Regions from separate parts of the Mus musculus genome. Here region 2 is linked to region 1. A link is a contact called in public promoter capture Hi-C data. All regions are on one chromosome and are shown on one strand. Each heading gives the region's core, a stretch centred on a gene start, on an enhancer-like site or on the middle of the called end of the contact. The rest is flanking DNA. Distances are from core to core; before and after follow the strand shown. Region 1 holds the start of Syde2 (synapse defective 1, Rho GTPase, homolog 2 (C. elegans)). Region 2 holds the start of Wdr63 (WD repeat domain 63).

What was found. Promoter capture Hi-C pulls out the DNA fragments that hold promoters and counts their contacts.
Region 2: a promoter capture Hi-C map of neural stem cells shows a contact between it and region 1. The contact joins the promoter of Wdr63 here to the promoter of Syde2 in region 1. A contact is called at or near these places in 1 of 39 promoter capture datasets (neural stem cells), 1 of 15 datasets of contacts at CTCF or cohesin (the NIH/3T3 cell line), 5 of 484 Hi-C or Micro-C datasets (cortical neurons, embryonic stem cells, liver and 2 more), 2 of 115 datasets of contacts at active chromatin or transcription factors (embryonic stem cells and forebrain) and 3 of 9 other capture datasets (adipose tissue, liver and pancreatic islet).

What each region holds. Positions count from the first base shown.
Region 1 is chr3:145,983,819-145,990,424 of GRCm38.p6, reverse strand. Syde2 (synapse defective 1, Rho GTPase, homolog 2 (C. elegans)) reads right to left here and starts at 2,555. Exons shown (of 7, transcript NM_001166064.1): 1 at 1,256-2,555. The coding sequence starts at 2,426. It overlaps Gm35352 (a long non-coding RNA gene), which reads left to right and starts at 2,930. Exons shown (of 3, transcript XR_376174.3): 1 at 2,930-3,053; 2 at 5,709-5,751; 3 at 6,101-6,606.
Region 2 is chr3:146,104,804-146,111,409 of GRCm38.p6, reverse strand. It overlaps Wdr63 (WD repeat domain 63), which reads left to right and starts at 3,374. Exons shown (of 23, transcript NM_172864.3): 1 at 3,374-3,497. It also overlaps a transcript of Mcoln3 not described here.

The DNA.
Region 1 (6,606 bases), core at 1,306-3,805:
CTGTAGGCCACACTGGCCTTGAACTTGCAGAGATGCACCTGTCTCTGCCTCCAGAGTGCTAGGATGAAAGGCCTGGGCCACCACAGCTGGGCTGGGTGTGTATTCTTCCAGGAAACCCTCAAATTCTTCCAGCACTTAACTATTTTTAAAACTCCTCACTGAAAGTTTCTGTCTTTAAGGGGGTGTCAAGATGCCACATGGTTTTGATTCACCAGAGAATTTTGATATTTACAACAAAATTCAGAGATTTCTAAAACTAGACCCTCTGAGAATTTAAAAACATGCACATAGCAAACCAAAGATTTTGCATACTATATAAGGACAACCAGACTTAAAAAATTTTTTTTCTACTATAAATAGTGTTTTCTAAGTTTTCAAGTGGACTTAGGTGCTTGCACTTGGCCCTGAGTGACATTTACTTTCTTTACAAACCAGTATCATAGGTGTTCTACAAGAGAACGAAATCCTAGCTTTGGATTAAGAGAGAGAGAGAGAGAGAGAGAGAGAGAGAGAGAGAGAGCCCGAGAGAGCGCGTGCTCACGTGAATGTCTAAGCTCAAGTATGTGCGGTGCCTGGGTGAGAAGAAAAACAGCCTAATAAGTAAAATGACAGTTTATGAAGCCTATAAAATTCTACCTTGGATCGAATTCAGACTCACAAACTTCCCAAGTCTTTGAGTTTGCCTAGAGCTACAGAAAAGAAAAGAAAAAAATTAAAATAGCGCCCCCCTCCTCCCGCATCAAAACCTACATTAAATGCATGTAAAGGACTTAAAACCTTCATTCACTGTTGTCCTAAGGGAGGGAGCACGCTGACTCTTGGAGAAGAGAAAAACAAAAAATCCGAAAAGGGAAAGAAGGAAAAAGCAGGAAGCAGGAGAGAGGGAGGAGGGGAAGGGAGGGGGCGCAAAGACCACAAGATTTAATGTATGACATTAGCAGCGACCCGAGACCCGCAGAAGCCCACTCGGGAAACAGTACACCAGTGGTTCTCAACCTGAGGGTCTCGACCCCTGTGGTGACTGAACTAATTTTTCACTGGGGTCGCCTAAGACCATTGGAAAACACAGATATTTGCATGACGTCTCATAACAGTGGCAAAATTACAGTTATGAAGTAGCAACGAACATAATTTTATGGTCGGGGGCACCAAACATGAGGAACTAGATTCAAGGGTCACAGCATCAGAAAGGCTGAAAACCACCACACTAGAGGCTCAGGGCGCTGCTTAGCATATTGACTGCAAAGTGTCCTACCTGTCAGTGTGATTCTTTGGTCCGTTGTCACCGAGAGGACGTGGTTTTCATGCACTTTCCAACTGCCCAAATTTGGAGAGGTTGTCTGCGCTCCGGGAACTTTGGGTGCTGTCCCGCGATCGCGACCCTTCATCCCCAGGGACAGCAGACGTCCTTTGTACATCCACTTCTGCAGTTTCTTGACAGTCACCGCAGGTGGCTTGAGGGGAAGATCCTCCGGATGGTCCTCTTGGCTGCTGGATATCACAGAGGTCCCCACAGGATCCTTAAAGGGTCGTCCCGAGGACCCGCTGGGGTCATGGCAGATGGGAGGCAGGAGAGCGGCGGACGTAGCAGCCCTGTGGCTGCCCGGGCTCCAGCCGTCCATCCCACCTCCACGTGGCTGGGGCTCGTCCCTGTCCCGGTGCGCACCGCACCTGATGCAGCTGTCGCTCGCCCACCGCTGGAGCAGAGGCGGCCGCCGGCTCACGCGGAGGCTCTCGAGACTTCTGCAACTGGACAGTTGTATCCGAGGACTGGGAGGCCGTCCCTCTCTCGACTCCGTCGGAGGCGACCGGGGCGGGGACACCTGCTGCGGAGGGCGGTCGCCGCCTCGGAGGCTGCAGGCTGGGCGCACGGCTGCGCCGCGGGGGAGAGGCGGCTGCTGGCCCTGAGCCCGGGCTCCCGCGGGTCCGCCCCGCCGCGTGCCCGAGTCAGGGGGTAGGTCGTGCATGGCCTGGATCAGCAGATAATAGGCCTCTCGCAACTGGGTCTGCAGCCTGCCCGTCTCCAGGCGGCCGCCCTCCATCCCCGGGGAGGAGCCCGGCGCTCGGGAAGGCGAGGCCCGCAGCGCCTCCGCCCCCTCGGGCGCGCAGCCCGCCGGCAGGTTCTCGTAGTAGTCGGCGCCCTCGTCCTCCCCGTCGTCGTCGCCGCTGCCCCAGGCGCCTGGGGAGGCGCGAGCAAGCGCGCGGCCCAGAGCGGCGGCCTCCTGCGCCCCGCGAGACCATGGCACCCGCGCGCCCGGCTGCTCGGTCCCCCATGCGGGCCGCTCCATACCGGGGCCCGCGAGCTCGTGGGGCGGCGAGCGTCCCTCGGAGAGCGAGGCCGCCACGGAGTCCGCGTGCAGCCCGAGCGCGCCGGGAGCGTGCCGCTCTCGGAGCCGGCCGAGCGTCCTCCGCAGGGGCTCCGCCATGAGCGCCGCCCTCAGCAGCCCGGCTCGCCCGGGGCGCGGGGCGGGCTCCGAGTCCCGCGCGGGCGGAGGCGGCGGCTCTCCATGACCACGGCCGGTCCTCGCCAGCTCCTCACATACTTGGCATAACTCGGCAGCGGCGGGTCGGTAGAGGGGGGCGCGGGCGCCGCAGCGCGCATGCCCCGGAACTAGAGCCGCGACGGGGCGCGCGGGCCAACACGCGGCGTTCCCGAGGTGGGCGCTCCGGGGGCGGGGCCTGCGCGGCTGCAGAGAGGGAAAGGTGGAGCGGGTCGGGCTGCCACCCCGCCAACCGCCCCGGCCCCTCCCCGCTGCCCCCTGCGCGAGGCGGGGCTCCGGTGCAGCAAGTCCTAGCTTGAGAGTAACAAAGACTGTTTGGACCGACCAAGTGCGAGTGCAGGTGTATCTCACAGGAGCGTTGTCCCCAAGATGTTCTGATCGGTTCCCTGCTCCCCGGAACTGTTGGAAAGGAATTTGCGGGGCTAGAGAGGTCGCTCGGTTGTAAGGATCGCTGGCTGCTCTGGTGTAGGACTCCAGTGTCAGGGGTTCCGAAGCCCTCTTCTGGCCTCCGCTGGCACCCGGCATGCGTGTTGTAAACCGTCATAGGTGCAGGTAAAACAACCATGCACGTAAAAATAAACAATAAAAAAGAAATCTGTAGCAAATCCTATTCAATAAGGAATTTTTAAAAAAAGTCCTTTATGTACTAGATCACTTCGGTTCCCTCTTTTTCAAATCTGTTTCTCCTTCTGTAAAAATGATACCTTCTCATCCAACGTTAATCCCTAGATCAAACAAAACTTGTTAAATGGAACCACAGATAAGAGCCCCGGGTACAACTACCAAACTAAAAGCGCTAGTTTACAGCTTTTAAATGTAAAAATGCTAACTGAAATTCAGTGTTCACTGGGTCGAAATAGAGAAAGGGTGAAATTTGGAAATACCTACTCTCAATACCAAACCCTGCCTGGCCTGGCACTGATCGATAAGAATCAGTGTTGCCATCATCTCTGATTTCAGCTATACTTTTTGGTTGTTATGCATTGGGAATGACCTTTGAGCCACTCATACCGCACAAATATCTAGCACATGCTTGCACTTAGTAGGTACTCAAGTCCTCCAAAAGTGGTAGTTGAGTGAATGGTCCTTACTTATTCCAGTATGGTCCTCCATGTAAGCCCAGCTGCTTTCTGTGCCTAAACGCTCCATCCTCTCAGCTCACTTGGATCTGTGCCGTTTGTTAGCGCCTGGCTCTCTGCCTTTGGAGTCATCCCCCTGTATCTGTATGCGTGTAATCTTCCCTGTGCTAGGCTTGGTGTGGTGGTATACTTGCTTGTGGAAGGAGGCTTAAGATGGAGGCAGTAGGAGGACAGCCTGAGGCCCTCTCTCAAAAAGCTAAACAAAGGAACAAAGAAACTGACAGGAGTGCCCCTCAGGTGAAGGCAAAGCTTTCAAGCCTAAAGATTTGAGTCAATTGTATCAAGACCCACACCCTGGAGGTGAGGAGCCATTGCTTTGTGACCTGAGACTCACTCCAAAACACAGGAATGCAGAGGGGAGGCTGAAGGGCTACCTACCCATCCTCCTCTTCACCATGGAGTCAGCTCCCACACAGACTAGGTCTCAGGTTCTACCAAACTTCAAGAGTCCTTATCACTACACAGCACACATTCAAAACACATATACCCTGCATGCCACACATATACCACACACACACACATATATACCACACACACACACCACATACACCACACACACCACACATACACCACACACAACACACATGCATGCATATACACACAAACACATATATACCACACACACACCATGCACAAGTACACTACACAAACACACCACACATATACACATGCTACACATATACCATGCATATACACCACACACATGTATAAACACACAAATCTTTATCATATATTTGTTGGAACAGATTGTTTCAGGTATTTTTTTTGTTTTACATAATTCGTATGCATGTTTTGTATCTTTTATTTAAAAAATTCAAAATTGACCCACTTCCTAAGGACAGAAACTATAATCCCTTGTTGTATTGGGGTAAACCCAGCATCCTAAACACTACATGAGGAAGCTTCTTAGTTGACAGCAGTGTTATAGACAAGAAGCAGCTTCAGTTTCCAGTCCGTCGCTCAACTCTCCACTAGACCACAGTGTTCTCATGCTGTTTTGAAACTCTTTCGTAACACACTGAAAACTTGTAGACATAATCTCAATACTTAATCTGAAACGTTACACTACGATGTTCAGACCTTAATACCAACGGTGCTAGGATATTTTTATTGCAGGAACCCAAGGCTATTTTATGAATAGTCAAGGCATAAAAATATTCCACAGTGAAATATTCCCACAGGAAATGACTGATAGCAAAGCTGCCAATAATGGGTTCTATAAACACAATTTGATCGCTATCTCAGAAGTTGTTTTCCTTCCAACTAAATTGCACAATCTTTTTATTCTTTGTAGTTAACAGAGTTTAAAATGCCATAAGCTTTGCACACACAGGCACAGGCACAGACACACACACAGACACACATACAGGCACAGATACACAGACACACACACAGGCACACAGACACACAGGCACACACACACAGGCACACACACACAGGCACAGACAGACAGACACACACACCTATATATTAGACTCTGTCCTTAATTCAACTTGCTAACTTATTCAAGAGTCATGAAATTTACTGGCCAATGTAATATGCTGTACATTGCTTTAGACATCACTAAGAACCAAGCTCAGTATAGCATCTCACAGTGAAACTTAACCCTGCTTAAAATTGAGGATGGGAAGAGGGCTGGGGCTATGGCTCAGTTCAGAGTGCTTTGAGTGGGCACAAAACTCGGGATTCTATCCCAACCCCCCTCCCCACACCCCGAACAGGTTGAGTGTAGTGACCCACACCTGTAATCTCAGCATGTGGGAAGTACAGGCAGGAAGATGGGAAGTACAGGCAGGAAGATGGGAAGTTCAGGTCACCCTGAGAAGGTTCGAGAACTTTAACTCACAATTCTAACTCTATTTGGGGGTCACAGAAATTAAATCTAATTTAATGCTAAATATGTAAGCCCTAGTTTTCTATATGTGTGTTGTATATCACTAAAAGGTTTGTAAACATGTCGTTCTCAGACATAGCCACAGAACTGTCATGATCTCCAGCAACAGTCACCGCAGCAAGGTGACTTCAACTGTTCAACTATCTCCGATTCCTTTTCTTTCTAATCTTGCAGATTCCCACGGACATTAGGGGGTGGCCAAGACATCTTCCAGTGTGTATCCTTGTCTCTCAGAGGCTTAGCAGTCACCTTGGTGCCTCATGAATTGACAACTACTGCATTGGCACTGTCACCAGAGATTTAACAACCATGGGATAGTCTGGCTCCAAGCAAGCTGGGGTGGCAGTAACTCTGACTGGGAGGAGTGAACAAACTGACAGGCTGAGCACGGGGCTCATTTAACAGTCATGGAAGGGACTGTAGCTAAGAGCATTTTGGTCACTTTGTAGACACTCTGATGTGTTTGTGTCTCCCTGGTTCTCAATCTTTCATTGTGCTCTTAGGGAAACGGACAGCAAGTTTAGCCCTGGAATGTTTGCAGTTCTCTTCCTAAACCGCCTCACCAGAATGCCTGTGGTGCAGACCTGTCGGGTTTACCATCAGCTCCTTCAAGTCTGAGTAAAGTAACTTGAGCCTACAGCTGACCCACTGAACTGACCCAGAAGGCATGTTCTTCATCCAGAGGTTCTTGATTACATCTAGCCTTCTACAACATTCCTTCTGTCCCTCCCCCCACCCCCCTTCCTGTAAAGTGATGCAAGGAAGACTTACGGCTGCTCATGTTTTCTAACATTCAGAAACCTTTAATGTTTTAGAATACATCAACACTTCATATTCCCTAATCTTATATGATCTATATTATCACTTGTTCAAGTTCACCACAATGAGATGGAAAGACGTCCCCGTCCCTACTCCCGGCATCTGATTGCAAAGCCACTACACCCCTGTGGCATTTTCTAGAACAGAAATAGATGCTAGACATTCTTCCTGAGATAGTGTTTGCACTTACGTGACCATTCCTTGCTATGAATTAATAGATGACCTTTCAGAAAACAGTTTAATGTTTTATGAG
Region 2 (6,606 bases), core at 2,125-4,624, 120 kb before region 1:
AGAGAGAGAGAGAGAGTTGGGGAGGCAGAGATGAGCGGATTCCTGGAGCATTACAGCCAGCCTGTGTAGTTTATTTAGTGAGCTTCAGGCTGTCTCAGATGCCTCTATGATTGGCTTGTGAGGAACACGATCCAAGATTGCCCTCTGACTCTACGCATACACACAGGCATGCGCACGTGTATGTGTATACATGCACACACACATGTGCCTCACACATGGGTGTTTATACATTAGAATTGGCTCTTCCCATTAATAGCTACAGCTTTGCCACCAAGTCAGGCCTCTCTGGCTGATTTCCTCATTGCTGAGAAATGAGGCTGAGAATTCACTGGGGGATGTTCCCCTGTTCCCTCTGGCACAGGCTAAGACAGTTTCCCAGGAACCTAGAAGTGATCTCAGAGCTCAAACAAGGCCCCTCCTCTCCTTCTCCCCTGCCCTCGCTCCTAAGCAAACCTATGGGAAGAATGGTACAGAGCCGTCTATTCACAGCCCTCCACCCCAAGCTCTTTAAAAAACAAAATTAGTAAAAAATAAACCTTATCTCTGACTTACCAGATTTTCTGCTGTAAACTCAATTTGAAATTTCTCTGTTATTTCCCATTGTTATTCTGTGACTCACTACCTTGTTCCTTAACTATCAAAACTAAAACTAAGCTTGAATACATTCAAGTTTAAGGCAAATTTAATCCATGAGAGTGCACAGGTGCTCACTAGTCATCCTAACCCGGTCCTCTGGCCACTACCACCAAAGGTGTCAATCATGAATCTGCAGCATGAAGAAATCACTCAACTTCCCATTTCTTTTTTTCTTTCTTTCTTTTTTTTTTTTAACTTTCTTGGCATTGTGACTTATGACTCATCCCTTGGGGTGTGTCTAAAGGAAAGATGACAACAAACCCTGTGTCTCAGCCAAGTCACAAGATTATGGTCATCCTGAAATCTAACAGGATTGTGGGGGATTTTTTCAAAGGAAAATATATCATTTGAGGAATACAAAAAAGCCTTTGTTAATTTCTCTTGCTTTTTTAACCGAAATAAGCAATTAAGCAATTATATATTTACACATAATGCATATATATGTACACTGTCTATGATATGTAATATATTATATATTTGTATTTATGTATCTATTATGTGTTTAACATACATATATATAATATATATAGTGTGTGTGTGTGTGACTGTATCAGGAACAGTGTTGGATGGTATCAATTTAAGCTAATGAGGTATTACCCCAGCCTTAAAGCCGAGAGCAGAGATGCCCTGTAAAGTGACTTTAGAGGCACAGTGGGATAGTCAAATGGAAAAGCAAGGGAGAGTAATGCTGTGTGCTTGTTTATGTGGCTTTGCAGAAGGGATGGCACTTGGGCTGAGCAAGGAGAGATGAAGCCCTTAAGGTCCAACGAAGGTGGAGAAAAGTACACAGACTGAGGCAGAAAAAGAAGCAATATCTTGGTTTCAAGAGGAAGAGGCATCCTTGGGGAGCCAGCAGGGGCCACTGGGGATATGCTGTCTCCTGAGTCAGGATGTTAAGGCTGCAGAAAATGGATGAGCCTGTCATGGCTGCCTGTGTTTCATTTTCATTAAGTTTATGTCTATCTTAGTCAACAGTGACTTTTCACATTTTAAAAATCGACATCAACATGAATATATTGTGGAAAAGAAGTCAAACTCTCAAAAAAAAAATAACCCTTTGTGAGAATGGATCATAGACCAAGTGCTCACGTGCAGACCAGAGGACTTCAAGGCCTCTGTCTTCTCTCATCTAGCGAGTAGGGGTTGTGGGAAACTGAGGAAGAAAAAGGTACCTGGCACCTGCCAGCTGTCAGTCTCTCAGGTTGTGCTCAAGGTTTTGCACAACTTTTTATGCACAACCCTAACATGTGCAAAAAGAGTGATCTCAGACTTGAACCCCTGATTCAGAACGCTCCATGGTAACGTAGAATTAGAGAGAAGGTGGAGCATGACCAGACACTGTTGTTACTAGCTAGGGGACAGACGAGTCCATCAGAAATGAGGAAAAGGCAGAAGGCAGCTTATAGATGCATTACCAGTGACATATTCAAGGAAGAAAATGGTAAAACTCAGTAATAGGTTGGCTCTGGGCAGGGCAACAGGAATCTGGGGTGGCTCTCAGACTTCTAGTTTTGCCAACAAAAGGACTGGGATGCTACCACCTAGGGGAGGAACCTGAAAGATATATGAAAGACGGGACTGTGAGATGCCTTAGCGCCTTGCAAGTGTTAGGAACTGTGTTGCAATCCCCAGGACCCATGTAAAGCTGGGTGTGGTAGTGCATATCTGTAATCCCAGTGTTGCTACACATAAAAACAACAGCCAAGTGTAAGGCAAAGACCAATACCAGAGGTTTTCTTCTGACCTCCAAATATACATGGTGGCACTTGCCTACATAACACACACAAAGACACACACACACACACACACACACACAGATCCACACACAGAGAGGGGGAAGGAGAATAAGAAAACAGAATGGGAGAGAGAAATTTGAAAAGATATATAAAGACACTAAGTTAATCTTGGCTCAGTTAAGCTGTGGTGACATCGATCCATCCATCTATCCATCCTACAGAGGGAGTTCTACGGCAGTAAGATCCTGTCTTAAACAAAACTCTTTAAATATTGTTGTGGTCAACTGCATTACTTTGCTAAATTTTGCTAGATCACAAATTAGCAGTTTTAATTTGTACTTTTAAAGAAAAGACAGAAAGCTGGCGAGATGAGCTTCACTCTAATAATCCCGGAGGGCCCACAGTCGGATGAAAGGATCCTTACAATAACCAACAACCACCAGGCAGCTTTCCCTCGGAGACTTGTAGTTCCGGCTTGACTCAAACTCTATACAAAATTCTTTGACAAAAAAACAAAAAACAAAACAAAACAAAAAATGTGCTGCAGTAGTCAAGGACGTCCAAGGCAACCTGAATGCAACCTCCACTCCACGCTCCAATTTTACACAGGTCCCTAGATGCATCCTGCTCCCTACAAGGGAGGTCAGGTGGCTGGCCTAGGAGCTGCCCATCCGCACCCCACGAGAACTTCCCTTTGACTAAGGCTGAAGTGGACGCAAGGCAAGGCATGGACCTAAGTCAAGAGGGGCCACTGCAAAGAACAGAGACCTAAATCGAACAGAGAACTAGTGCTTTCCTTGCTAGTGGGAAACTGGGCTTCTCTGGGATTACGTTAGGTGACGTCACAACACAACAACCAATCACTAGCCTTCTATGAGAGACAATGTTGGGGAGCGGATAAGGTATTGGTGAAGGCGTTCTGTCAATCTCAACAGGAGACTTTTTTTTTTTAATCTTAGCAACGGACGCGTCCTAGCAACAACTGCCAGCCCGCTGTTGCTGGAAATTTGAGGTTTATTTTCCTGAGCAAGAAGAGTCAGACAGACTCCCACCTCCTACTCTCGAAGGAGCGTTTCTCCCGGGAACTGCCAAGAAGCTGCCTTCTTTTCCCTTTAGTGATTCCAGGTAAGGGCGGTTCAGAACGGGAAAGGAGTCGCGGGAAAACTAAATATCTCATTACCGTATCAAGGGCGTTTAGAAACTTCCCAGAAAGTGCTAGAGAAGGTGGAGTCTATGAAATAAAGAAATACTTTTTTTCACTACTTTTGACAAGTTTGCAGCCCGAGCCAGTGAGACAAAAACAGCTATGAGAGAGCAGTTAACGGGAGATCTAAGAATGTCGGGAACCGAGAGCGGGTACTGTCTTGTTCCTGCTCTCACGTTACTTGGCGCGCAGCGGGAACTCAATAAATTATGCATAATTGAATTTGAGGATGACGAGATTCTGGTTAGTCATCAGCACTGTAGAGAATTAATGTGGACTGAAGCCTATCACTGGGGGGCTAGGGGAGGGCTAACCACGAAGATGAACAGAGAACCTAAACTCGTTGAAGGAGGGCTCACGTCTCCTTCGTTCCCCTAGTAATTAGCATATCTAGGACTTAATTTCTGCTCAGAGCGACCTCTCTTCCCCCTTGAAGTACTGTATGCTGAACGCTGAGTGAATCCACAGCAACCCTTCAAGGCAGCCTTGTGTTTGAAGTCCTGTGTCATCTCCTCACAGCACCACTGGGGAACAAGACTGATTCAGGCAGAGTGAGAAAGCAGACCACCAGAGAGCAGCATTACCTTCTGATAAATGCTTCCAAAATTGCAAAATCCACTCCTGGGAAGTAAAGGGGCTTAGGGAATTGGCATTCCAAGTGACATCGCTCTTACACTGGAAGAGGATGTCTTTGTATAGAGAAAAAAACTTGATCATTTTATGCATATATAAATAACAGTATTCATTGTATAAAATATGCAATGGACAGTAATTGTGGAAGCAGTAGTGGGGGGCCACACACACGAGCACGACCTCGGTAACTGGGTTACTGCAGCTGTATGAAGCTGGGTGATGTTTACAGTGTTGTTTAGTACTTTTGGCCAAAGGAAACTGGGATAGAAAATGGAGAGGGATCAACTGATGAGAAATCATCCAAAAGAGAATCAGATGACGTCCACCACCTGAATCTATGATTCTGAAGAGTAGAACGAAAAATGCTCCATCTGAAAAGCTGAGACAGCCTTTTATTGCATAATTTCTACTTAAAAAGTAGAAATTTGGACTGATGGGGTGGCTCAGTAGGTAAAGGTACCTGCCACCAAGCCTAATGGCCTGGGGTTGATACCAAGACCTCACATGGTAGAAGGAGAGAACCAACTCCAGTACGTTGTCCCTTGACCTACACACACACACACACACACACACACACACACACACACACACGTACACAAACATACACAAACATACACAAAAATAAATAAATAAATGTAACTTTAAAATTTTTTAAGTAGACACTTCAGGGCTGAGGAGATAACTCTGTTGCCTGCTTTGCAACTGTGAGCACCGTCTTAGTTAGGGTTTGACTGCTACGAGTAGATACCGTGACCAAAGCGAGTCTTATAAGGAGAACATTTAATTGAGGCTGGCTTATAGGTTCAGAGGTTCAGTCCATTATCTTCAAGGCAGGTGGGAGCATGGCAGCATTCAGACAGGCATGGTGCAGGTGGAGCTGAGAGTTCTACATCTCCTTCCTTCCTTTCTTTCTTTCTTTCTTTCTTTCTTTCCTTCTTTCTTTCTTTCTTTCTTTCTTTCTTTCTTTCTTTCTTTCTTTCTTTCGAGAAAGGGTTTCTCTGTGTAGCCCTGGCTGTCCTGGAACTCACTCTGTAGACCAGGCTGGTCTTGAACTCAGAAATCCACCTGCCTCTGCCTCCCAAGTGCTGGGGTTACAGGCGTGCACCACCACTGCCCGGCCGAGAGTTCTACATCTTTGAATCTGAAGGCTGCTAGTGGAAGACTGACTTCCAGGAAGCCAGGGTCTTAAGCCCACGCCCACAGTGACACACCTACTCCAACAAAGCCACACCTTCAAATAGTGCCACTCCTTGTGCCAAGCAAATTCAAACCATGACAGCATCTGAGTTTGATGGCCAAAAGTCAAGTCAAAAAGTAGTGTGTACACATAGGGCAGCGGTGGCAGGAGTGAGGGATAGAAAGACTGAATAGAAATTTCCCCCAAAAAATGTCAGAAGCATAAAATACTAATCAAAGCATCAATTGTATCTCTGTCGTCCAAGACCATTGTTTTAAGTGGTTCTATTTGCGTGCTGGATAGTTTTATGTCAACTTGGCACAAGCTAGAGTCATCAGAGAGGAGGGAGCCTCAGCTGAGAGAATTCTTCCATGAGATCCAGCTGAAGGGCATTTTCTTAATTAGTGGTTGATGTGGGAGGACTATGATGTAGAAGTGTAAGCCAAATAAACCCTTTCCTCCCCAACTTGCCTTTGGTCAAGCACCGTGTTTCATCACAGCAATAGAAACCCTAGTTGTGATATATTTATAATGAGACAGCAATCTGAGGGACACTGTGGTGTGGAGGTTAAGAGTATGTCCACTGTTCCCCAAGCTCCCACATCAGTGACCCGACCTTATAAAGTGAGGGTGAAAAAAAAAAATGACCGTAATAATGTGTGACCAAGGTTAAGTTCACAGAAAAGCTGAGGCAGAAATATCTTAAATTCAAAGCCAGTGTCTGTAGGCAAATAGGGAAATACTGCCTCAGCAAAAAAAAAATTAAAAATAGTAAAAAAAATACTCACTGAACTTAAAATGCACATGAAATTCTTCACACTGCCTGGGATAATGAGCAGCTCAGTCAGTAAACAGGTTCTCCAGAGCAGGAGTGAGGATTAAGAAGAAAAAAGACAATTAGACAACATTGTAGCATGACCCCGGCCAGTTCTGAGACTGAGGCAGGTTTATTTTTTTCCCAGTCTGCTTTTATACCATTTTAATTACATGCAAGTATTAAGGGCAGGCAGTACAATGAGGAACAATCAAGGCAATTAGCAAAGTCCTGGGATTGCTCTCATGACAGTTGTTTCCAAGAGCTTGTCAGAATGACCAAAATACCTGAGCCCACTTTCTTGTCCAAGCCCAAAATCAGATTCTTGCCTGAAGCCTGCTTCTTTTGTTCCACCCTAGGATTAAGATTCCCACCTGAATTTACTTTCCTGTTCTAGCCTAAAATT